Linked DNA regions of Mus musculus: region 2 is linked to region 1. The links are chromatin contacts, called in public promoter capture Hi-C maps. All regions are on one chromosome and are shown on one strand. Each heading gives the region's core, a stretch centred on a gene start, on an enhancer-like site or on the middle of the called end of the contact. The rest is flanking DNA. Distances are from core to core; before and after follow the strand shown. Region 1 holds the start of Lyrm1 (LYR motif containing 1). Region 2 holds the start of Cog7 (component of oligomeric golgi complex 7).

Evidence for each region. Promoter capture Hi-C pulls out the DNA fragments that hold promoters and counts their contacts.
Region 2: a contact with region 1 is called in a promoter capture Hi-C map of pre-B cells. The contact joins the promoter of Cog7 here to the promoter of Lyrm1 in region 1.

What each region holds. Positions count from the first base shown.
Region 1 is chr7:119,891,755-119,899,204 of GRCm38.p6, reverse strand. It overlaps Lyrm1 (LYR motif containing 1), which reads right to left and starts at 3,344. Exons shown (of 4, transcript NM_001285959.1): 1 at 3,315-3,344. It overlaps Dcun1d3 (DCN1, defective in cullin neddylation 1, domain containing 3 (S. cerevisiae)), which reads left to right and starts at 3,460. Exons shown (of 3, transcript NM_001163703.1): 1 at 3,460-3,647.
Region 2 is chr7:121,977,674-121,985,122 of GRCm38.p6, reverse strand. Cog7 (component of oligomeric golgi complex 7) reads left to right here and starts at 3,430. Exons shown (of 17, transcript NM_001033318.3): 1 at 3,430-3,706; 2 at 7,359-7,449. The coding sequence starts at 3,538.

The sequences.
Region 1 (7,450 bases), core at 2,095-4,594:
AGGTTGTGATAGTCTCCTAAACTAAAATCATCTTAAATGGAAAATGTATTTAACACAGTTAATCCATTCAATATCACTGCCTAGCAGCACAGTACACTTACTGTAAAGTCTTGGTTCTATTTGTTTGTTTGTCTTTTGAGACAGGGTCTCACTATTTAGCTTTTGGCTGCCCTGAAACTTTGAATACAACTTACAGAAATCCTCTTGCCTACAAAAGTTAGCCAGAGATGCTCAAAACCAGTTATCCAAAGTCAGGTGTGTGACAGATATAAGGGAGAAACTGGGAACAAGCCAATGGTAGAGACGACAATTCTCCAGCAAGAATCTTCGCCCCTTCAGAGCAAGTAGGAAAGTCAGAGAGCCCACACACTAAATTCCTCCTTTGTGACATCTTGTAAGAAACTAGATTAGAAAGTTGCACAAAGTCTTAGGTGGACATTGGGTGTGTCCTGCCACACCTTTATTCCCAGCTCTGGGGAGTTCAAGGCCAGATTTTTACAGATCAAATTCTAGGACAGTCATGGCTACAAAGAGAAACACTTTTGTTTCAGAAGAACAAAAACAAACAAGGTTTTGGTGACAACACTGGTCACAGCTGGAGATCTCTTGCATTTGACTTTACAGCCAACTATTTGAAAGACAACAGCATTTTGCACCAGGGACCTGTTTTTAGAACATTCTCCAAGGACTCTCTAGTTACCAACTGAGGAATTTTATTTATCAGTCCAAATGGCTCCTCACTAGCCTGTCCCAAGAGCAGAAACAATGATTGTCTGGCTTTACGAGTGAGGAATGATTGGCACTCAGAGAGGCCTTAATTTTTTTTTTTTCAGTGTTTCAATCCAACATTGAACAAAAGAACAGTTTATGGTAAAACTCTTCTGTCTGATTTACCCAACAGGGCAGAGACCAGCCACATGCAGCTACTGAACATCTGGAATATGTGTCTAAGAACTGTTATTTAAACTTAGTCACATGTGTTAAGTAGCTACATACAGACAGCAAGGTTCTCAGGTCAATTACAAATCAAATGTCAGCTTGGGAGTGGGTGTGAGGGGAGATGCTTATGGCTCACTTGGGGCATAAGCCACAAACAAAGGATAAGCAACTCTGCAGTTTCAGCTGTGTAGGATTCTAGGAACCTCAGACTGGTGTTGCCAGACTGTCCGATTTTCCTAATGAAGCCAAAAATCTGGATTCTGATGTTCAATTTTTAAAAACTGGCAAGCATAGTCTAAGAAAGAAGAATTTAAATCATGCTGCGGGCTGAACACTATGCTTGCAGGCATTATCTGTCTTGCCAGCTTGCAACTTTTAATCTAGGCCAACCCTATCAATTCGAAGAACAGGACCTTTTCCAAGGCCACCCAGCAGATCCAAGAATGAAACCCAGCCCTTCAGATACCCTTTTCATTGAGATTCACTATGTGAGTGGCATCGGTAGCAGCAGGGACAAAACTCCTTTTGTAAGAATTCCAAGGCTGAGATGGGTGTGGTCGTGCACACCTTTTAATTCCAGCCCTCCAGACAGGGAGGCAGAGACAGGTGGATCTCTTGAGTTTGAGGCTAGCTCGGTCTATAACACATGAGAAAGAAAACATGCACAATCACACAACAAACCAAACAAGAATTCCAGGGCTGGTATCGTATAAGGTGTTCCTACGAAGATATGACAAAATAGATCCCAATGGGCTCATGTAAACCAACATTTATCAAGGAAATCAGGAGTGCACACACATTCTTGTACACCAAGTCCAAAAGCTTTGACAGCTGGGAGAGCAGGAAGAGATTTGAGGCCCTCAAAAGGTGACTCTCACTGATTGTGAGGGTGGATACTATTGTTTAACGATATTAAGGGGGACTCCTTATTTTTGAGGTGTTCTTATTGAGCTTCCTACTGGCTTGTACCCTTCTTGGTGGTCTCTAAATGTGAGATCTAAAGAATTTGGGGCTCTTTCTCATCTACTACCTATTCCAGGGTCTAGGAATAAACCCCACATTTATTATCTCCAACCATGACTTGTCTTCCAGCTTGTCCGTCTCATTTCTGGACATCTTCATGGGCTGTAAAATGACTCTGGACATACGTTCCAGAGAGCATAGGAGATTCCTTCCCAAACTGTTTTCTCTAGAGAAACATCTTTGGTTTCACATTCTCCCATACATTTCGTATCCAGTTCAGCATTCAGTCTGGAATGCTCAAGCTCCCAAATACATTATGAATCAATTCTCTTAATTTCCATGTTTCCACCACTGTCATCTCTCATGGCCTTAGCAACAGCCCTTTAACTACCTTCTTTTATCCAGCAGCAATTTTTTTAAATGTAAATTAAGGTTTGGTCATTCATTACACTTCAGGGAAGTAATACAAAGGCCAAAACCTTGCTATTTCTGCAACTCCAAGACTTCTTTCTCGTCTGCCTTTTGTTTAAAATGTTACCCACAAGGCAGTTCCTTCTCCCATTCTCTTTTCCTCTTAAACCTGGAAGAGGCCTTCTCACCACACCATTCAGCTTCTGGGGCAGCTGCTATTCTCTGCATTCATTTACTTATTAATGAAAAGTTCAGAAACAAGACTTCCTTCATTTTGTCATTTGCTCATCTTAGTAATGAAACTAGCCTTCATCATCACCTGAAGTCTGATTCCTACATCCGGGATCGTTTGGGTGGCCTTTCTCAAGGCCAGCACCTCTCCAGCCTCCTACAACTGCCCCGTCGCCTTCCATTTATAATCGAAAAGTCTGAAGGGTCCCAGGCAGGATCTCTCCCACGTGCCAGTTCCCTTAGGCAGGTCTCCCGAGGCCAGCAGCGATGACACCAGTCGCCCTCGCGAGGCTGGGGTCATACAGGCGCGTCTCCTAGCAACCCCACACCGGCATCTCATCCCTGGCCCTGGGAAGCCAACCCCTTTCCCCAGTCCCCCGCGACTGGAGCCGGCGTCTCCATCCTTACACTCACTCAGCGTCACTCCTGCTTTTCCCCACCCACAGGAGCCGGCTGGGAAGAGGCGGTGCCAGGAGCTCTGCCGAGCCTTGGCCACACCGGGCTGTATCCAGCAGGTCCAGTAGGCCAGGCCGGGCCAAACCACCGGGCGGACCGCTGTGTTAGCATGAGGCCCAGGTTAGAGGTCGTCTCAAACCTCCTGAAACTTCCAGATTTAGCCGACTCCCCGCCGCACTCAACAACTGAGCTAACCTCCCTCTCCTCCAGCCTTCCCTTTCACCCTTTCGTTATCCCCTTGCCCCATTTCTAGTCAGAAAATGGCCTGGCCCAGCTCCTAGCCCACCCTCCGCCGCTCCCCGCCTTGCCCTTACTTGGAGACGGCTTCGGACGTCCTCGCGTACGTCGTGACGTCACCCTCCTCGTTCCTGTCCCCGCCCCTCTCCCATTCTCTCCCTCCTCGAGCCAGCGGCCGGCGGGGTTACCGGAAGTGATGATGCAGGAGGCAATGGAGGGGGCGGGGCTTCGGGGCGGCCGCCGCCGGTGGGCTGCAGATGAGGAGGAGGCGGCGGCCGCGGTGGCAGAAAAGGCGGCGGCGGCGGGGGTAGGGAGCCTGGAAACGCAAGCGGGGATGGTAGGTAGTTTGGACCCGCCGGGCCGCCGTCGTTTCCAGAAAGGGTTTGACTGGAGGAACCTCTGGAGCAGCTGTGAGTTTGGAGGGGGGGAGTTGAGGAAAAGGGGGGAGCGTTGAGAGATGAAGGGGCGGGGGTTCGGTTCCTTCGAGAAAGGGGGTGGTGGTGGAAAGGGAGGAGTGCATATCAGCGCCTTGTCTGGACTGGTCCCTCTGGAAGAAGAGGCTGTGAGGGGAGCCTGTGGCTTGTCAAGCGCAAGGCTCCGAAAACTTACCTACTGTCCCTGCCTGTCCATCGCCAGCACCCCTCAATCCCGGGCCTGGGGACCTGGGGCTGTAGATCCCCGGGGAGGGTCTGCAGACTCTGAGCTGAAAGTCCAGGGTAAGAGCCGTGAGGTAGGAGCCCAAGGGGGAGGTGGTGGGTGAATCTGCAGCTCCCTCCCTGATTTTTCTCCCCACCCCCATCCTTTTCTGTAATCGTTAACAGCTCTGGAATTAAGGGGCTCAGACCTGAAGGCCTTTCAGTGCACCTTTGCTATAAACGATAACCATCTGTGCCTGAGGTAATGGGGCTGGAGGGTTTGCCTATATCCTGTTTAGGAAGTGGGACGGGATGACAAATGTATTGTTTTTTCCATCCCCATCTCTTATCTCCCCTCATACACACCTCTGTTTCATACTTTAATTCTCTGTGGTTAAGTGGCAGTCGTGGACACCCTCTCCCCTTTGTGGCACTTAGTACCTCAGCTACCTCTTTTGAATTTGGTGTTCAGCCTCTATCCCAGCTCCTAACTGCAAGCTTTGTAGTACTTCAGTTATGGTCTGTGTCACATTGGGGAGTACCTCACAACGCCGCCTGGCTCCCGATTATAATGAACATTTTCTTTTATGAATACTAGAATTCCAGAGCTCTTCCAAGGCATCATAAGTGGCTTCATAGCCCAGGAATCAAGGTCTCTCGCTCTAAATACTTTATATGTGAGGAATTTACATGTTGTCAACTCTTTCCAAAAATGATTTGATGTTAGGCTAATTCTGGATTTCTGTGTTTCTCTCCACCCACACTTCATGATGCACTTCAGAGAACAGAAAACCCTATATTACTGTTTTTGTTTCTACAGTTGGACAATAGCTCTTTTATGCCTGTCTCGATTTGTATGTCTTACAATCAGCTTGATTTTTTTATCTTATTTAGCCGATGCCTTGTGTATAGGTGGTCGTAGAAGAGACAGTGTGATATGTGCTTATGCTTTTAGCAAAACACAGTGCATAATGGGTATAGAAATGTCTGAAAAAAAAGAAAGACTGATTGGAAAGAACTCTCTCATATTGTTTAAAAAACAAACAAACAAACAAACACCCCATCATGAGTAAGTAGTGCCTCTTCTAGGCTGTCAGAGATTCCAGAGTGAAGTGTTAATGAATCTTGTTTTGGTGTTGATACATTTTAAAAGAAGAAATTCTCTGTTAATTATGGAACTGTCTTTTAAGAAACTTTATGCGTTAAGAAAGAGTGCGAGATTTTAGGGGTCCTTTGACTAGAAAGTGCAAACGTGTTGCTCTTTAACTGAATTTGTTGTGCAGTATCACTAGGCTTATCATAGCAGATGTTCTGATGGTGGGAAGAGAGTCCCATCGCATTTATCAGGGCCCGATAAAACAGAAGACTTGACGCCTTGATTGTACAAGTAATGATGTTTATTACAGAAATATAGCAGAAGAGTTACTGCTAGCTGTCTCACTTTAATTCATTTGGAACCTAGTTTGTCATTCAATGACAAGTCCAAAATTCATTCAAACTGCTATTAAAGTGCTAGCCAGTGTTTCAGACAGTGAGTGTACAAAGGTGAACACAAGCAAAAAGGGTCCTCTCTCAAGGAGTTTATCAGAGTGGGAGGTGAGGACAGAAATGATAAATCAGCAAATCTGATTTTGATTGTCAGCAAATCTGATCTTGATTGAATGCTGGAGAAAAATGAGTGATAGGCTAGAGTGTGTGCCTGGAACGCAATGGAGGGAGACCTTCCTGCTTAAACAGAACTTTAAACGAAAAGGAGCCAGCCATGCAGAGATGAAGGGAGAACTCTTGGAGGTTTAGGGAACAGCTTGTGCAGAAACTCACTGGAATGAACTTGGCAAGTTCTAGGGACAAGAGAGTGGGGGTGGGGTGTAGATTTAGGGAGTAAAAAGTTGAAAGAAATAGGGTCAGAAGAGTAGAGTTGGGGCTTATTAGTTAGACGAAAGAAAGATGAGTAAGGAGGAGGAGAAACAGAAAGAGTCCTTTTGGTTCATTCTGTTGCCCTTCCTAGAGCATTTATGATTATTTTTGCACGTTCTTTTGGACTGTTAGAGACAAAGGGAGCTCACCTAGCTGAGAGGAGAGGGCATACCTGGTCCCGTAAAATATTTTGCTGTATATGCATAGTAAGTACTTTGAATGTGTCCTATATCTTCCATCTCCGTGTAAACTTAAGGGTAAAGAACTGGGCATGTGTTAATTCTGCTGATGACCATCCAAAGCTGAGCTTCTTTCTTTCTTTCTTTCTTTCTTTTCTTTTCTTTTTTTTTTTTTTTTTTTTTTTTTTTTTTGCTTTGGCCAGGCAGCATTTGTGTTGCAATAGTTCTGCACTTGCCTTGGCCTCCTAGTGAGTAATAATATTCCACTGAGAGGTAGGTTGGTACTAAAAGTTCACTCTGGATTACATTAGATAAGGACTATTGTGGGGCCCATTTCCATTCTGTCACCATCTTTGGGTTGGCAGTAACTCGGGTGTCACTACTTTTGCCTTCCGTTGGGGGCATTCATCTCCAGTTCAACCTTATGTTCAACAGAGAGGCCTTATCAATATATCGCTTGGATTTGGCCCTCTTGTGCTGTATCACATTAGGCGAAGATGAAATAGTATTTTTCTTCCCTTCTCAACCTCACAAAAGTGACTGTAGCATTCTTTGAATCAGTCTTTTGAGCTGTGTATTTGAGAGGCATAACTGTTGCTTAGACAGTTTATAGTAAACCCAGTCTTAAAATGTTACATGAAACCTTTTGGTGTTTGGTAAAGACAAATCAGAAACAGTAGCCCCGTCTCTTGGGTTATGTTTTAGTACTTTACTGCTACCTGAAAGTGGCTCTTCAGAACTGGGTGGAGCTTTCTGGGTTGTCCTGGGGTAAGGGAGGATGCAGCCTGTTTGAATGCAAACAGCAGATCTTAGTTTGCAGGTAACTGACTAGTGTGAACTCTTAGGACTTGGCATGTATTAAACAGCTTGGCCTTGACTTTGTGTGTTATTACTGGGCAGACAGTGCTCTATTTGGTGTTAAGCAGTCTACTATCCCTCTTCATGTCAATGATTTATTACAATTCAAGTACAAAAATATCATCTAGGCTGACATTTCATCAGCTAGTTTGTAGGGGATAGAGATGTGAGTGGGGGTGGGAGTGTTGGGGGGTGGGGAACTTGAACATGTTGAGAAGCCCTTAAAACCGTACATCGACTGCTAATTGTGTTTGGGAAATGAATCTAAATCTAAGTGAATTTGGAGTCTTGGAGCTGAAGTGGCCTTTTGACCTAAGGTGCCAGTCAGTTTGTTTCTTAGGGTTTGGGGAACTTTGAGCACATTCTAATTAAAGGTGAAAACCCAAAGAACCAGTTGGTGCCACCTGCCCTTGGAATTGTGGGCAGGTTGTTTTTCATTTCAGTAGCTGGTTTAAAGTTAATCTGATTTTACTACTGTCTTGATATGCGTTCTGTAGTGAGGAGAGTTGATTGTACACTGACTGCCAGTTGTTTTGAGGTGAAGAAGTAGTAACTCAGATCGAAACAGTGGTAATTATGTGGTAACTCCTGTTTCCCTAACTCTTGATAACTTATAATTACTCT
Region 2 (7,449 bases), core at 2,181-4,680, 2.1 Mb before region 1:
GAGTGAGGGAAAGGTTGGTGGGACCTGAGGGGTCTCTGTGTCGGGAGGCTGGTGCTTGAAGAGGATGGTTTGTGGTCACTATTTACTGGGGTTTCTCACTATTCCCTCTCCCTGCTGCAGAGGGCATCTTTGTTGTGGGAGGCACACTGGAATGACCCAGAACCACCATTTATCAGCAGAGAAGCTGCATTCCCTGCCTGAGGTTGTGTCAGGTTTCTGAGTTACTGGAGAGCCCAACTGACCACATAGCCCTAGCTAATCTCAAGACTTCATTCATAAGAGCTCAGTATAAAGGGAACGCTGGGTCAGACTTGAGAATGGTTTAAACTTGGAATGTGTTCCCCTTCTTAGTTTCCTTTTCTGTTCTAAGCTGTGGGAATTTAAGGCAGAAAGTTTATTTTAGCTTATAGTTCAGTGTAACAAATCAAAGCAGGAAGATCTTGAAGCAGGCGGTCATATTGTATCCATATTCAAGAAACAGCTAATAATCAGCCTGGCTTTCTCCATTTTATAAGGTTCTGGACCTTCTTGCCCATTGGAAGTGTCCTTCCCACAATGAAGCTGGGTCTTCCTTCTTTGATTAACATAATCAAGATAGTCCCTTACCCAGGCTTGGTAACACATGCCTTTAATCCCAGCACTCTAGATGTAGAGACAGTCTGATCTCTGAGCTTTGAAGCCAGCCTGGTCTAAGAGATGATCCCTCGTAGGCATGTCCAGAGGCCCATCTTCTATGTGATTTTAGATCCTGCCAAGCTGACTGCCCTAACAATCCACCCCCCCCCACAGCTTTGTGGATGTGGAATGCTATAGAAACAGTGTAACAGCCACTGCTGTGAGCACATGCTGCTCTTTCAAGGACCCAGGTTTGGTTCGCAGCATCCATATTGGGAGGCTCACAGCTGCCTGTAACTCCAGCTTTAGGGGATCCAATGTCATTTTCTGGACTCTGGGTACATCCATTCATAAGTGACCAAACCCACACAGAGATATGCATATATACACATAATTAAATCTTTAAAAAAATAAATCTTAAAAGAAGAAACAACAACAACAAAAATAGCCTGGGCCTCAATGACACCAGTGGACACATAGCACAAAGAAAATATACTCAAAAAATTAGCCAGGTAAACCAGAGAACAAGCTTTGTTTCAGAGATAAAGGTGTACTTGATGATGATATTAGGTTAGTACTTAAGGAAGATAAAAGTTACAAATGCACATATACCTAATATCAGAGCCCTGAAGAACCTGAAGCAAAAATAAATGCAGCTGGGCAGAAAAGTGGCAGTACAACAAGATGAATTCCACCCGTGGGTTGGTTTGTTTGTTTTTTGAGACAGGGTCTCTTTATACAGCCCCTGGCTGTTCTGGAACTCACATTGAGGACCAGACTAGCCTTGAATTCCCCTTGGCCTGCCTCTGCCTCCTGAGCATTGAAAGGTGTGTGCCCAGCTAACAATAATGAGTTGGAAACTTAGTCTTTCAGCAGCAATTGGTGGGACAACTCAGAAGATGATCAAGGACATATGTTTTGAAGGACACTAATGATCATCTTTACTAAAATACATGGAACACTTATTCAATGACTGCATATATTTCTTTCTTTTCTTATTCTTTTTTTTTTTTTTTTTTTTTTTTTTTTTTGAGACAGGGTTTCTCTGTATAGCCCTGGCTGTCCTGGAACTCACTTTGTAGACCAGGCTGGCCTCGAACTCAGAAATCCACCTGCCTCTGCCTGCCGAGTGCTGGGATTAAAGGCGTGTGGCACCACACCCGACTATATATTTCTTTTTTGCTGTTTGGTTTGTTTTTGAGACAGGGTCTTGCTACGTATGCCTAAATGATTTCAAACTTAAGGAATCTTCCTCTTTCTGCATCCCCAGTGCTGGGATTGCAGGCGTGTATCACCACATGAAGTCAGACATGTGATTTTCTTCCTCCCTTCTCTGCTTCCTCTTCTTTATATTGAATATTCATGTCCATAGTGCTGTGTTTCATAAAGACAATCTACCTAACTGTACTATGCATTTTACCCCTGTTCCCTTCTGCATATCTTCCCTCTTTCCCACCTCCACCTTCCATTCTTTTTCCTCCCGTGTCTTTCCTCTGCTCTCATGTTAGATATTCTTTTAGGTGTTTATACAATCTGGATCCAGAACTGAGAGAAAACGTGAACTTCGTCTTCTGGCTTCTTTTGCTTATTACCTTTAGCTGTATCCATTCCCCACAACACCATGTCCTCCTTTTGGGTACTGTACATATTTTTAAGTGCACATATACTCTTCTCCATGACAGACAAATATTAAGGCCATAGCAAGTCTCTGTACATTTAGAACAGAGTCATAATATGTGTTCCTGATACACGGAATTAAATTAGAAACCAACGCTAGAACATGCAGTGGTGGCTTAAGCCAGAAATCCCAGCATGTGGGAGGTTCGATCTTTGAGGCATGGGTTTGAGTTCTAGGATAGAAGAACGGAACCCGTCTTTAAAAACAACAAACAAACAACAACATCCTCACAACAACAACAACATCCTCTACTTTGCTATACTAGACAAGAGCAAAAAAAAAAAAAAAAATCGGAGAAAGAAAGGAAGAAGGAAGAAAGGTAGAAAGAAAGAAAAAACCTAACTAGTAAAGAAAATGATGGAAAATGAGTGGAAGAATTGGAGGAAAAGTAATTTTTGAAGATTATTGAAGATTACTGAAATTAGACCAGAGTTAGGGGAGACCATTATCAAATCTATAGAAATCTATGAGGAGAGATGGTCCAGCGGTTAATAGTACTGGCAGCTCTTCCAGAGGACCTGCGTTCCACTCCCAGCATTGATAACCACATGTAACATCCCACTTCCAGGAGATCTTTCATTCTCATCTGGCCTCTGCCCGCACCAGACAGGCAAGTGGGTCACACACATACAGAGGCAAAACACTCCATATAAAATAAAATAAAATTAAAAAAAAAACCAAACTGCTGCCGGGCGTGGTGGCGCACACCTTTAATCCCAGCACTCGGGAGGCAGAGGCAGGCGAATTTCTGAGTTCGAGGCCAGCCTAGTCTACAACGTGAGTTCCAGGACAGCCAGGGCTACACAGAGAAACCCTGTCTCAAAGCAAAACCAAACCAAACCAAAAAACCAAAAAACCAAAAAACCCAAACTGCTGTATGCATTTAGTGAGGACGGAAAACTAGCAACATTACTCCTACATACAGAGTTTATATTTCTCAGCTGCTCCCTTCTCAGACGTCAATCTTCTAGTCTTGAGGAAACACGCGTTTACTTAGTTTACTGCTCGACAAATAAGAGCAGAAAACGAACTGTCGTACCTGTCCGGACTGCGCGAAGCTCGCTGCTCTAACAGGAACAGTTGCTATGGTAATAGGCACCGACTTCCGGAAGAAGTACGGCGCGCGACGAGGGACATTCGGCCTCGGCGCGAGTGCGCTGACGGGGCGGCAAGTAAAGCTTGGTGGGTTTCGACGGGTGTCCCGAAGGCGGTGTCGCTCGGCGCCAACCCGGAGACCGCGCGCCATGGACTTCTCCAAGTTCCTGGCTGACGACTTCGACGTGAAGGACTGGATTAATGCGGCCTTCAGAGCCGGCCCCAAAGACGGGGCGGCGGGGAAGGCGGACGGTCACGCAGCCACCCTGGTAATGAAGCTGCAGCTGTTCATCCAGGAGGTGAACCACGCCGTGGAGGGTGAGCCACGCAGACGCCCACCCGCCCGCCCCGGCACCCGACTGCAGGACCGGGCCCAGGGGCCAAGCCTCTCCTTTGGTGGGAAAGCGAGCCCTGCAGTAGTCTGAGTTAGGTCTAGGCTTTGGTGTTCACGTCCGACGATGCCATAACATTTCCTTTAAAAACTAAAAACTAAAAACAAAAAAAAAACCCCAATAATAATAATAATAACAATCTGGGAGTGGTGGCGACCGCCGTTAATTTCCGCACTGGGGAGGTGGTGCTGGACGGTCAGGAATTCAAAGCCAGCTTCAGTTGCAAAGTGAGTTCGAGGCCGGCCTAGGCTATAGGATCGCTCTCGCCGGCTCTCGCACGCTCTTTTACTCTTCCTTCTCCTTCCCCCTTCTTATTTACAGTCTCACTCTGTCGCCTAGGTTCGCCTCAAACTCGCCTTCTGCCCCAGCTTCCCTAATTCTGGCATTACAGATATGTGCCCCCCCCCCCCAAAAAAAGCTCTTTGGGTTTGGAGTAATTGCTCAGTGGTTACTACTCTTGTAGAGAACCTAAACTTAATTCTCAGCACCCACATCAGTTGGCACACAACTACCTGTAACTCCAGTTCCATGGGATTCAGTGGCCTCCTTGGGCATAAACACTCACATGCACATACTGACACACAGACAAACATGGGTGAATGTAATTAAAAAATAAATCTTGAAAGAAGGCCTTTTGGAGGTGGTGGGGTAGATAGACTCTCATGTAACCCATACTGGCCTTGAATTTGCTCTATGATGGAGGGTGACCTTGAACTCTTGATCTTCATGCCTTTGATTCTGAAATTCTGGGATTATAGACATGTTCTGTCATGCCTGGCATAAAGAGTCACTTTTGAGAGCATTTAATAGTTAACTGGTCCTAGTATTTAGCAGTATATGAGAATGACACAAATCCATTAATATATCTTTGTAAGCTAAGGAAGATGGGCCATCCTGAATGAAGACTTTAACTGTGTGTGTGTGAGAGAGAGAGAGAGCGAGAGAGAGGAAGAAAGAGAGAATGAGAGAGAGAAGACGAGAGAGAGGGGGGGGAGAGAGAGAGAGAGAGAATGAGAGAGAAAGAGAGAATATATGTTGCTGAATCAGTGCTCCTCCTTGCTGCTTCACTGTGTTGAGGACACAGTACCACATAGATAGCCTGGGTTATGGTGCTGCAGCTTGGTTTCCAGGCATATTTTCCCCACATCTGCATGTGTGTGGGAGCAGCGAAAAAGCAGGCTAGTGCTTCTTAGTGGCTCCTGGGACCCACATCCTCGTGTTCTGAGGTGTTAAGGATGCAGCCATGGGCCCTGTCCCACACTTACCAGATAAGAGGCTAGCCGATGCTAAAACATGCTCAGGCCTAAGAACACAGGGCTAGCAGGAAACTGGAGACCGTGGTGTTCATGCCTCTAGTCTGTTGCAGTGGGCTTCAAGTTTAGCAGCCAGGTCCATTTTTTATACATATATCCTCATGGGCCCCTAAACTTGTCAAGCACCTGGGCTTTGTGTGTGATTCCGTCTTCATGTTCATCACTATGGCAACCACAGCACCTAGGGAGAACGGCATTTACCTTATGAATTTCCAAAAGTATACACATGTATTAAGGGAAAGCATGAGACAGGTTGTTTTCATTGGTAGCCCAGGCATGTCCCCTGCCCTTGGTTCCACTTTGAAGAACCTGACCCGCTTCAGAGTATACCAGCCAGCCAGCTCTGGCTAGAGTTCCTAGACTTTCATTTCCAATGCTCTACGTGCAGACAGTTGAAGTGTTCATTTGTGCCATCTCTGATGGTCCGTGATCTGTAGAGACTCGTATCAGCAACTTATTTTGGATGAATACCTATTAAAGATGTCTACAATCCCGTTCATTGAAAAATTAAAACCATATTTCAAGGTCACTTGACAAATACACCTTTTTTCTAACATTGAACCCAGGGTGATTTAAAGCAGCAGAGAGTTTCTGATAAAACAGGGGTCAGTGAGGTGACCTTGACCAGGGCCGTGTCCCCTGTAGAATGATGGATGGCACTGTGCTTCAGAGTCAACCATCAGCATCAACCTGACCCAGGACCTTCAGGTGACCAGAAAGAATGAAGGACACAGGGGTGGTAGCCACAGGGGTGGTAGCATGTGTCTGTAATCCCAACCCTTGGGAAACTCTTCCTTTTTAAAGACTTATTTATTTTATATATATGAGTACACTTTAGCTTTCCAAAAGTATACACATGTACTAAGGGAAACCACGAGATAGGTTGTTTTCCTTGGTAGAAAGGAAGAAGACTGTGGCAAGCAAATAGAAGCTAAACTCATGCAGTGCTTGACAGGTGTACTGTCACTGAGTACTGCCACAGAGCACTGCTACTGAATACTGCCACAGAGCACTGTCACTGAACACTCTCACTGAACACTGCTGCTAAGCACTGCCACTGAGCACTGTCACTGAGCACTCTCACTGAACACTGCTGCTAAGCACTGTCACTGAGCACTCTCACTGAACACTGCTGCTAAGCACTGCCACTGAGCACTCTCACTGAACACTGCTGCTAAGCACTGCCACTGAGCACTGCCACAGAGCACTGTCACTGAGCACTGCCACTGAGCACTGTCGCCTGTCGCTAAGTACTGCCTTGGAGGATTTTGTTTGTTTTAACATTTATTTTTCTTTGTGTGTGTGTGTGTGTGTGTGTGTGTGTGTGTGATCATGATGCACTCATGCGCATGATCAGATGCACACAGAGGCCAGGATGGTTTTCAGATCCTTTGGAGCTACAGTTATGGACCCCATCCAAATTCTCTCCTCTGATAGAGCTGTAATTGTTCTTAGACTTTGAGCAGTCATTTGCTGTTGTGTCAGCCCCCGGGTTCTTTTTTGCTGTTGTATGTATGTATGTATGTATGTATGTATGTTTGCTTTGCTTTTGACACATGGTTTCTTTGGGTAACCCTGGCTACTCTGGAGCTCATTCTGTAGACCAGGCTGGCCTCAGATCCACAGAGATCCACCTGCTTCTGCTCCACTGTGCTGGAACTAAAGGCGTGCATCATCACTGTCCAGCATAGTTCTTGTTTCTTTGAGTCATTCTATTGTAATACAGGCAGGCCTGGAACTCCTTATATAGCCTAAGATAGCATCACTTTTCCCAGTAATCCTTCTGCCTCAGCTTCTTAAGGGTTGGGCTTACTGGCACACAATAAATACCACATCTGTGTCCTTCATTCTTTTTTTTTTTATTATTATTTTTTGTTTGTTTGTTTTTTCAAGACAGGGTTTCTCTGTAGTCCTGGTTGTCCTGGAACTCACTCTGTAGACCAGGTTGGCCTTGAACTCAGAAATTCGCCTGCCTCTGCCTCCCAGGTGCTGGGATTAAAGGCGTGCGCCACCACGCCCAGCCCTTCATTCTTTTTGTTGGTCTTGGGTCAAGTTGATGTTGGTTGCTCATTTCTGATGTCATGGTCTGGTTGAGGTCACCTCGCTGACCCCAGCTTTGCCACACGTTCCCGGCAGTTTCTTAAAGCTGATTGGTAATGCTATCTGGGAAGTCTCTTTTCTGTTCCCATGTGTGATGATCTCCCACTGTACCAGCGCCAGTTTCCACTGCTTGTACACATTGCCACTCTTGAATTTTCGCGGCAGAAACAAGTCTCCAGGCCCTCCAGAACATGCCCAAAGTGCTCCGTGATGTGGAAGCCCTGAAGCAGGAGGCGTCTTTCCTGAAAGAGCAAAT